Linked DNA regions of Mus musculus: region 2 is linked to region 1. The links are chromatin contacts, called in public HiChIP or PLAC-seq maps. All regions are on one chromosome and are shown on one strand. Each heading gives the region's core, a stretch centred on a gene start, on an enhancer-like site or on the middle of the called end of the contact. The rest is flanking DNA. Distances are from core to core; before and after follow the strand shown. Region 1 overlaps Tmem150c (transmembrane protein 150C). Region 2 has its middle 48 kb from the start of Gm45913.

Region 1 (3,843 bases), core at 391-2,890:
TTTATGAACTTAATCTATCTTTAGTCAAAAGATCTGTTAGAAGAGCCAATTTTCAACATAGTGATCAAGTTATAACTTCTCAAAAGTAGCTTCTGGGAAGTATGGCATCTTCATATCTATCTATCTATCTATCTATCTATCTATCTATCTATCTATCTTTCTATCTATCTTTCTATCTATCTATCAATCTATCATCATCATCCATTTATCATCTATCTCCCACCCATTACAGCTACTTTGACCAATAGATATACTTACAACTTGGAAAATAGTTACTTTATGTGTTTTTCCTGCATGTATGTGTACCATAGATATGCAATACCTGCAGGGTTCAGAAGAGGAGGTGTCAGGTGCCCTTGGGACTGGCTAGTTTCGAGCCACTATGTGGATCCTGGGACTTGAACCCCCGTCTTCAAGAAGAGCAGCCAGTGCTCTTAACATCTGAGCCATCTCTCTATCCCCTAATAGGTTAGTAAGTATACTTTTAAGTTTCATTAAAAATGACTGACTTGGGGGCCAGTGAGATGGCTTGTGAAGACACTTGCCACTAAGCCTGAGAACCTGAGTTCAATCCCCAGGTCTTTCATGGTAGGAGAGCACTAACCTCTGAAAGTTGTCTTCCGACCTTCACATACATGTGACATGTGTAAACTACCTCCCCCGCCCCCAAACAAGATGTAATGAAAGAAATTTATATTTGTATTAAACAGCTTTAGAATGAGAACTTTAAAACCTACCCCTCTGCTATTTTGGGACCTACATAAGTTGTTGTTGTTGTTGTTGCTGTTATATGGGAGTCCCCTCTCTAATTTTCCTCTCTATAAAAGATCACAATTAGAAACATAGCTGACGTTGAAAAATGAAATGTCTAAGGACTGATTGGAGTTTTCCAGTCGGGGAACTCAGAATAACATTTCCCCGTCACAATCCTCAGCTGGCACGCGGCTGACTTCTGTTTTGTTAATTCTACTGTTTATCCATCAGCGATTCCTATTTATGGCTGCGGGAAAGCACAGCAGCCAGGATGCTCTGGCTGAAGGGGGGTGGGAGGGCGGCTGCTGTTAGGTGGCTGGGATCACTTAGCTATTTGCAGTACCCTCTCATCCTCCCCAGGGCAAGGTAATGCTCTTTTTAACACATTTGTCTTGGGTCCTTGCCCCCAGTGGAGAGGAAAGTGTACATTCAGGACAGAGAAGGCAGCTAATTCTGTGAAGAGAATAACCGAGCATTTAATCTTTGATTAGTCTGTCAAAAAGATAAAAGATCCCCGCTAACTAATTTTAATAAGTGCCACATGGACTCTCTTTCAGATTATAAATTACTGCCTATACGGCTGTCAAAAGCAGCGACTTTATAAGCAGTGAAAGCTATTTTTAAAGGCAGCTGGAGAGCTTAAAGTGATAGCTTGAGGTCTACTGGGGACCAGCCTTGGGGAGAAGAAAGCAGCTACCATACACAACAATAATCTTTAAAGAAAAAAAAAGATTCTTTTCCACTCTCAGTTGATAAATAAGTGACTGCGGCGTTGCTCTCACTGAACACCAATCTCAATCAGTTTTTGCGTCCACCAGCTGGCATCAAGCATGATGATTGGTAACAACGGCTGAACACAGACCACTCTGACACCTTCCAGCAAAGGCTGGTAAAAGCTTACTTGTTCTTCTAGGCGCAGGGAGAGCCAGAGAATGAGGGGACGATGCACCTGGAAGAGGGTGTCGTTTGCACAGCTTGCTTCTGCAAATGCTTTTATAATTTGTTAATCGCAGGTTTTGTGACCACGGGACACGTAAGTTGTTGCAAACTGGCAGTTTTTAGAGCCTATCCCAAAGACTACTGGGACGTATCAATTTGTGCAGAGTATACCAAGGAAATAATGTGGAGCTTCGCGGCATGCTCGCTGGTTTCCTTGAAGCCCCGTGGAGGACAGCTGTGGCAGCCTTTGCGAGAGGGAAAGCTCCTGTGTACTGTGAGGAAATGAGGCAGAGATGGGAAAACACTCAGCCATGGGTCTGGAGCAGAAATCACGGCTGCCAATGTCTGTGCTGAGCCCCCGGGAGATGCTCAGGGCTGAGGCTGGCAGCCTATAGGCCCGCCCACACGCTGTGATCCGGTGATCACAGAGGGTCTGCGGGAGGCCTCGGCGCAGCTGTTCAGGTTCACCGTTGGGGCTTTGTGCTCTGTTAACTGCGAGCGTTTGTTAGTAGCCATGTAGGCCATGAGTGAATGGGTTTACTGGATTATTTCTTTATTTACTTGTTTATTTATAGACAGGGGCTCTCAATGTAGCCCAGGCTGGCCAGGAACTTACTATGTAGACCAGGCTGACTTCAGTTGCTTCTGTTCTCAGGGTTTAAAGGCACATGCGTGGGTGTTTTTAGAAGAGCAGGTGATATTCAACAAGACGAAGAACATGGCTGCTTTTCTCTGTTCCCAGAGGACTGGCAGGGTTGTGTAAGTACTTTCAGATCCTCAGGGGCAGGATGTTAAAGGAGGATTTTGGGCTCCAGAGAAATGGTACTTTTCGTGAAACCTATGTTTTCACAGGGCAGCCTGATGTATGTGGGCACACAGGAGGATGCCGTGCTAGGGTCAATGTTAAGGGAGATATTCATCACAGAGCCTACGTACGTACCCGTCTTCGCCAAGGAAGGAATAAATAAGGCATCCTTTTCAAAGCAACCACATGCCACCCTCTTACAGTCTCAGCAAGATTTTATGACACGTGAAATATGCTATCTCGCGCAGCAAAAGAAATAAAGTTCGGAGTATGAAGGAAGAGATGAGCACCATAAAGGAAGGAGGGCTGGAGGGAGGCAGGGGGGATGCAAAAGGATTTACGAGGGGGAAAACGGGCCCTTAAAACAAAAGCTGCCTTCAGCATACTGACTTGACTTGACACTAAATTTCAGCCAGGTACCCCATTGTTTTGATAAGGATTTAGGAAGATTTAAAGCAGAGATGTATCAGAGCACAGGAAGCTCTCTGTCCCTGCTCCTCTTACCTAGGAAGGCGGCCATGTTCATTACTTGACTGAACACACAGCTCGCAGGAGGGTCGTCACCTGCAAAACTGGAAGAGGGGAAAGCCTTAGGGTCCGGCTGTCCCCGTCTGTAACTTGGTGCATCTGACATGCACTTTCCTTAAACAGGCCAGGCAGACTCAGAGTTACCTGATGTATGGAGCATGCTTCGCACCCGATTTCCTAGATGACAAAGCACAGAGGCACGGATTAGGACAATGTCACTGGTAACTCTGGGGGAACAGTGAGTGCATTCTCTAGAGGAAATCTTTACCTTGCAGCTGAATTTAATGGCAAAATTTTGTCATCTTCCACGGCTATAAAGTACCTAGCAAGAGAAAATGACTACTTTAAAAATTTTAAAACAAACAAACAAAACCCTAAGAATTGTTTGTCAATTTAATTGGGTTAAATGTCTAATTTATCTATATCATGCCATATCTATTATTTTCTAACTAAGAAAACTTTTTTTTTTTCGTTTTTTGTTTTTTTGAGACAGGGTTTCTCTGTATATAGCTCTGGCTGTCCTGGAACTCACTCTGTAGACCAGGCTGGCCTTGAACTCAGAAATCTGCCTGCCTCTGCCCCCCCAAGTGCTGGGATTAAAGGTGTATGCCACCACCGCCTGGCAAGAAAACACTCTTTAAGTAGGAATGTCTGCACACATACAACTGTATTTCCAATATTTGGGATATGGAGGAAGTAGGATGAGGAATTCAAGGCCATCTTCAGCTACATCAGGAGTGCAAGACCTGCCTGGGCTATATGAGACTCTCTCTCTCAATAAACCAACTAAGCAACCAACCAGAAAATAGAAAAAGGTC
Region 2 (3,843 bases), core at 441-2,940, 260 kb after region 1:
AAAGAAAGAAAGAAAGAAGAAAGAGGAAGGAAGGAAGGAAGGAAGGAAGGAAGGAAGGAAGGAAGGAAGGAAGGAAGGAAGACAAAAAAGCAGACAAATTAGTAGTTTACATGTAGCTGCACACTATCCTCCACATATAACAGCGTTTAGGAGGACAGGGCCTGCTTAGTGAGGTCCCCAAACGATTGCCCAGGGAAATGAAGTCAGAGACAAATGCTCTGCCATTAACCAGGCTTTCTGACACGCAGAGGGTTTCCCACAGCGGGGTGGGGGACCTGGCTGCAAACCTCACCCTCCAGAGGAAGCCCTCACCCCAGCTAAGTGAGGGAAGGACTTCATGAGTGGCCCCAGAAGGTGGGGTGTTCCATGTGGAACGAACAAACAGCAGGCCCAACTTTGGCTGCATTGCTTCACTTCGTTCCAGTTGCAGCCTGGTTCTTGTGGTCTCGTGCCGGTCCCATGGTATAGCTGGAGACACTAAGGAGAGGGAGAAGGAGTTTTTGGCCCTGGCTACATTTTCTGGGCAGACTTCCAGGCCCAGACCCTCTGCCCTCAAAGTCCACACTCTTTGTTTGTTTGTTTGTTTGTTTGTTTTCAAAACAGGATTTATATATAGTTGTCAGGTCTGCAGATCACTCTATAGCCCAGGCTGGCTTTGAACTTACAATCCTCCTGTTTCCACGCCAACAAGTGCTACAGGCATGTCCCTGGCTTGAAGCCCATACTCTTAACCACAAGACTTTGTCATTTCAGTGAAATGTAGGGCAGAAGGACCAGAAGGTAGAGAATACAGAAAGTCGGAATAAATGCAGGAGAAAATGCCACCCGAGCACACTTTCTTTTGTAGATCCTTTAAAACAAAACAAAACAAAACAAAAAAACCCAAACAAACAAACAAAACCAAAACAGGCAACACACCTGTGTCTGTCACCTTTCGCCCAATGTATCACTGGCTTTTCCGAGCAATTGTTACGTCACAATTGTGCTCAAATATTTGAACTTAAAAATTTTAAAGCCATGTCTCTCCTTGATTTACAATTACACAAAGTCCCCTCTCCCCTTGTCCCCATTTCTTTGGAGGTAAAATAGATAGGATTGAGTGGCTGTCCTTGGCGAGCACTTTGACATATGCCCCGTAGCCGGCATATGTATTACTACTCTTGTTGGTTTGTTTGTTTTTCCAGAGACAAAGAAGCTGAGGTTTTCAATTATAAATAGAAGAATCTAAAGCTGCACTAACCAGTAAGGTGGGGATTCCGGCCCTGGTTCTCTCTCTGCAGCTTTCACTTCTTCATTACAGAGTAGTCCACCACGACCTTCCTCAGGTTTTTCTTTTAAGTTAATAATGTCAGCCTCAAGCTATAGTTATACTTTCTGGGACTATTCACCCAGCAAAAATGCACACTGTCACCTCTGGTTCTGCTGTAATCTGCTGGCTTCTATCCTTGTCCCTATTAAAAATGCAGGGGTTGCTCTAACAGCCTGGGACTGGCAGGCCTTCAAGGGAGGCGTGGTCCCTGCTTTTCCGTTTTTAGCGCTTTCATTGATCATTAAAGGTCTCTCTTAAGTGATGACTTGGGAGAAGGGAGGTAGGCAAACAAGTCAAAGCTGAGAGCCTGAGAGATCCAAAGAAATCATCCCGCCCTGTATCTACAGCAACTGTTATTGTCTGTGCTCTCTAGACTAGGATGACATCAGCCAAGTAGCCTGTCACTCAAGCATAATGACCCTCCACTTCCGGTACTGCTGATCACTTGGAAGAAGGAAAGAGGAAGATGGAGAGAAAGAGAAGACTTTGAGGAAAGGAGGGGGTACAGAGGGCTTGTGCCCATCCCTTTTGGGGAATTTTGAGAAGGAGCCTTTATTTCCAATGCCGAAACAAGAGAGGAAGTTGAGCTGAGCTCTGTGCCCATCCGATCATGCTCAGGGAAGCCTTTCAGGGTCTCACTAAAGGCAAGGGGCCAGCATCAGGTCCAACAATACTGTTAGCATTTTGTCTAAACTCCACCCCCCCCCCACAGTTACCTAGCAACAGCCAGATAAGCCTGGCCCACTATAAAAGGGACTGCTATGACCGCTGTGGTTACTTAATGCCAACCAAGAGCCAGGCACAGCACTGTGGGCCTGATGCGTTTTATATATATATATATATATATATATATATATATATATATATATATATATATATATAACATATATATATATAATCTCACTTAATTTATCTTCATAGTTTTTATGAGAATGTGGTATTAACATACTCATTTTTACAGGTGGGAAACACAGGCTCTCAGATGTGAATTTGTCCAAGGCTGTGCAGCTGATACAGATTCAGGGATCCCATGCAGAGCTGCCTGTCTGCTAAGCCTTGCTTACCCGAGGAAGCCTGCAGGGAAGAGAGAGATGCTCTGTCTTTGGGTGCTTCTGATGCTCTGGGAGGCTCCTCCACAACCTGAGGGACTCAGTGGAAAAGAAGCCAACAAAGACAATGAACCCCAAGGTCTGGGTGCAGCTTGTTCATCTTTACGGCATTCTCAGAGATGGACTGTGGCATCAGCCAGTCCGAAGACCTCTCCCCTCTGCCATTTTTGTCCACCACACTCCTTATCTTCCCTGCCACAGACTGAAGCTCACTCCAGCTATCCACTCTAGACAACCACTGCTTCCAGCACAGAGGGGCACCAGGGACTCCTGTATCTGCCTTCACAGTGGCTATGTGTATTCTGGGGCACAGTAAAAGGCAGGTGCCATTGAGAGGAATGAGGGCAAATTACTCCATTGCATGCTTGGTACTGCACTGCATGCATGGAGCCTCACTGCATGCTTGGTACCACACTGCATGCTTGGTACTGCACTGCATGTGTGGTGCTGCACTGCATGCATGGTACTGCACTGCGTGCTTGGTGCCGCACTGCATGCATGGTGCCGCACTGCATGCATGACACTGTACTACATGTGTGGCACTGCACAGCATGCATGGCACTGCACTGCATGTGTGGTACTGCACAGCATGCATGGTGCTGCACTACATGTATGGTATTGCACAGCATATGTGGTATTGCACTGCATGTGTGGTACTGCACTACATGTGTGGTACTGCATTACATACATGGTGCCGCACTGCATGCTTGGTACTGCACTGCATGCGTGGTACTGTACTACATGTGTGGCACTGCACAGCATGTGTGGTACTGCACTGCATGTGTGGTATGGCACTGCGTGTGTGCTGCTGCACTGCATGTGTGGTACTGCACAGCATGCGTGGCACTGCACTGCATGGAACTGCACTGCATGCATGGTGCCACACTGCATGCATGGTACTGCACTGCATACGTGGTGCCACACTGCATGCTTGGTACCACACTGCATGCTTGCTATTGCACTGCATGTGTGGCACTGTACTACATGCATGACACTGAACAGCATGCGTGGTGCTGCACAGCATGTGTGGTATGGCACTGCATGTATGGTGCTGCACTACATGCATGGTACGTACGGCACTGCATGTGTGGTACTGCACTGAAGAACAAAACATTATGCTGGAGTGAGTGAGATGACTCAGCACATAAAGACACTAGCTGCCAAGCCTGAAAACCTGAGTTCCATACCAGGACCTCACATGTTGGAAAGAGACAACCGACTCCTGCTAGTTGCCTCTCACCTCCGTTTTCCAGTCATGGCACATGCACACTCACACAGTATACATCCACATACTAAAAAGTGAAAACAAAAATCACTATGTCTCCATGGGGTGTGGTTAGGAGACTCTGACATTTAGGGGGAAGCCAGAAAAGTTCCTGCCATTCCTTGCTGTCAATAGCCAAGAGCCTGGAGGGAATCCATTAA

The links. HiChIP or PLAC-seq counts read pairs in DNA pulled down with a chosen protein or histone mark.
Region 2: a contact with region 1 is called in an H3K4me3 HiChIP or PLAC-seq map of embryonic basal ganglia, with 4 times the contacts expected there. The contact joins two enhancer-like sites. A contact is called at or near these places in 4 of 115 datasets of contacts at active chromatin or transcription factors (embryonic basal ganglia, embryonic forebrain, embryonic stem cells and 1 more).

The regions. Positions count from the first base shown.
Region 1 is chr5:100,089,766-100,093,608 of GRCm38.p6, forward strand. Tmem150c (transmembrane protein 150C) reads right to left here. Exons shown (of 8, transcript NM_001382851.1): 3 at 3,294-3,347; 4 at 3,170-3,202; 5 at 3,002-3,069. It overlaps Tmem150cos (transmembrane protein 150C, opposite strand), which reads left to right. Exons shown (of 5, transcript NR_045993.1): 2 at 2,348-2,451; 3 at 2,545-2,624; 4 at 3,149-3,246. Among named protein-coding and RNA genes, the nearest start is that of Tmem150cos, 14 kb to the left of the region's middle. Within about 2 kb of position 1,641, at least 60 of the 459 cell types and tissues checked have an H3K27ac peak or open chromatin away from gene starts, as enhancers often do. A contact at or near this core is called in embryonic basal ganglia and embryonic forebrain, where this site is marked.
Region 2 is chr5:100,348,006-100,351,848 of GRCm38.p6, forward strand. No RefSeq gene overlaps it. Among named protein-coding and RNA genes, the nearest start is that of Gm45913, 48 kb to the left of the region's middle. Within about 2 kb of position 1,691, at least 53 of the 459 cell types and tissues checked have an H3K27ac peak or open chromatin away from gene starts, as enhancers often do. A contact at or near this core is called in embryonic basal ganglia and embryonic forebrain, where this site is marked.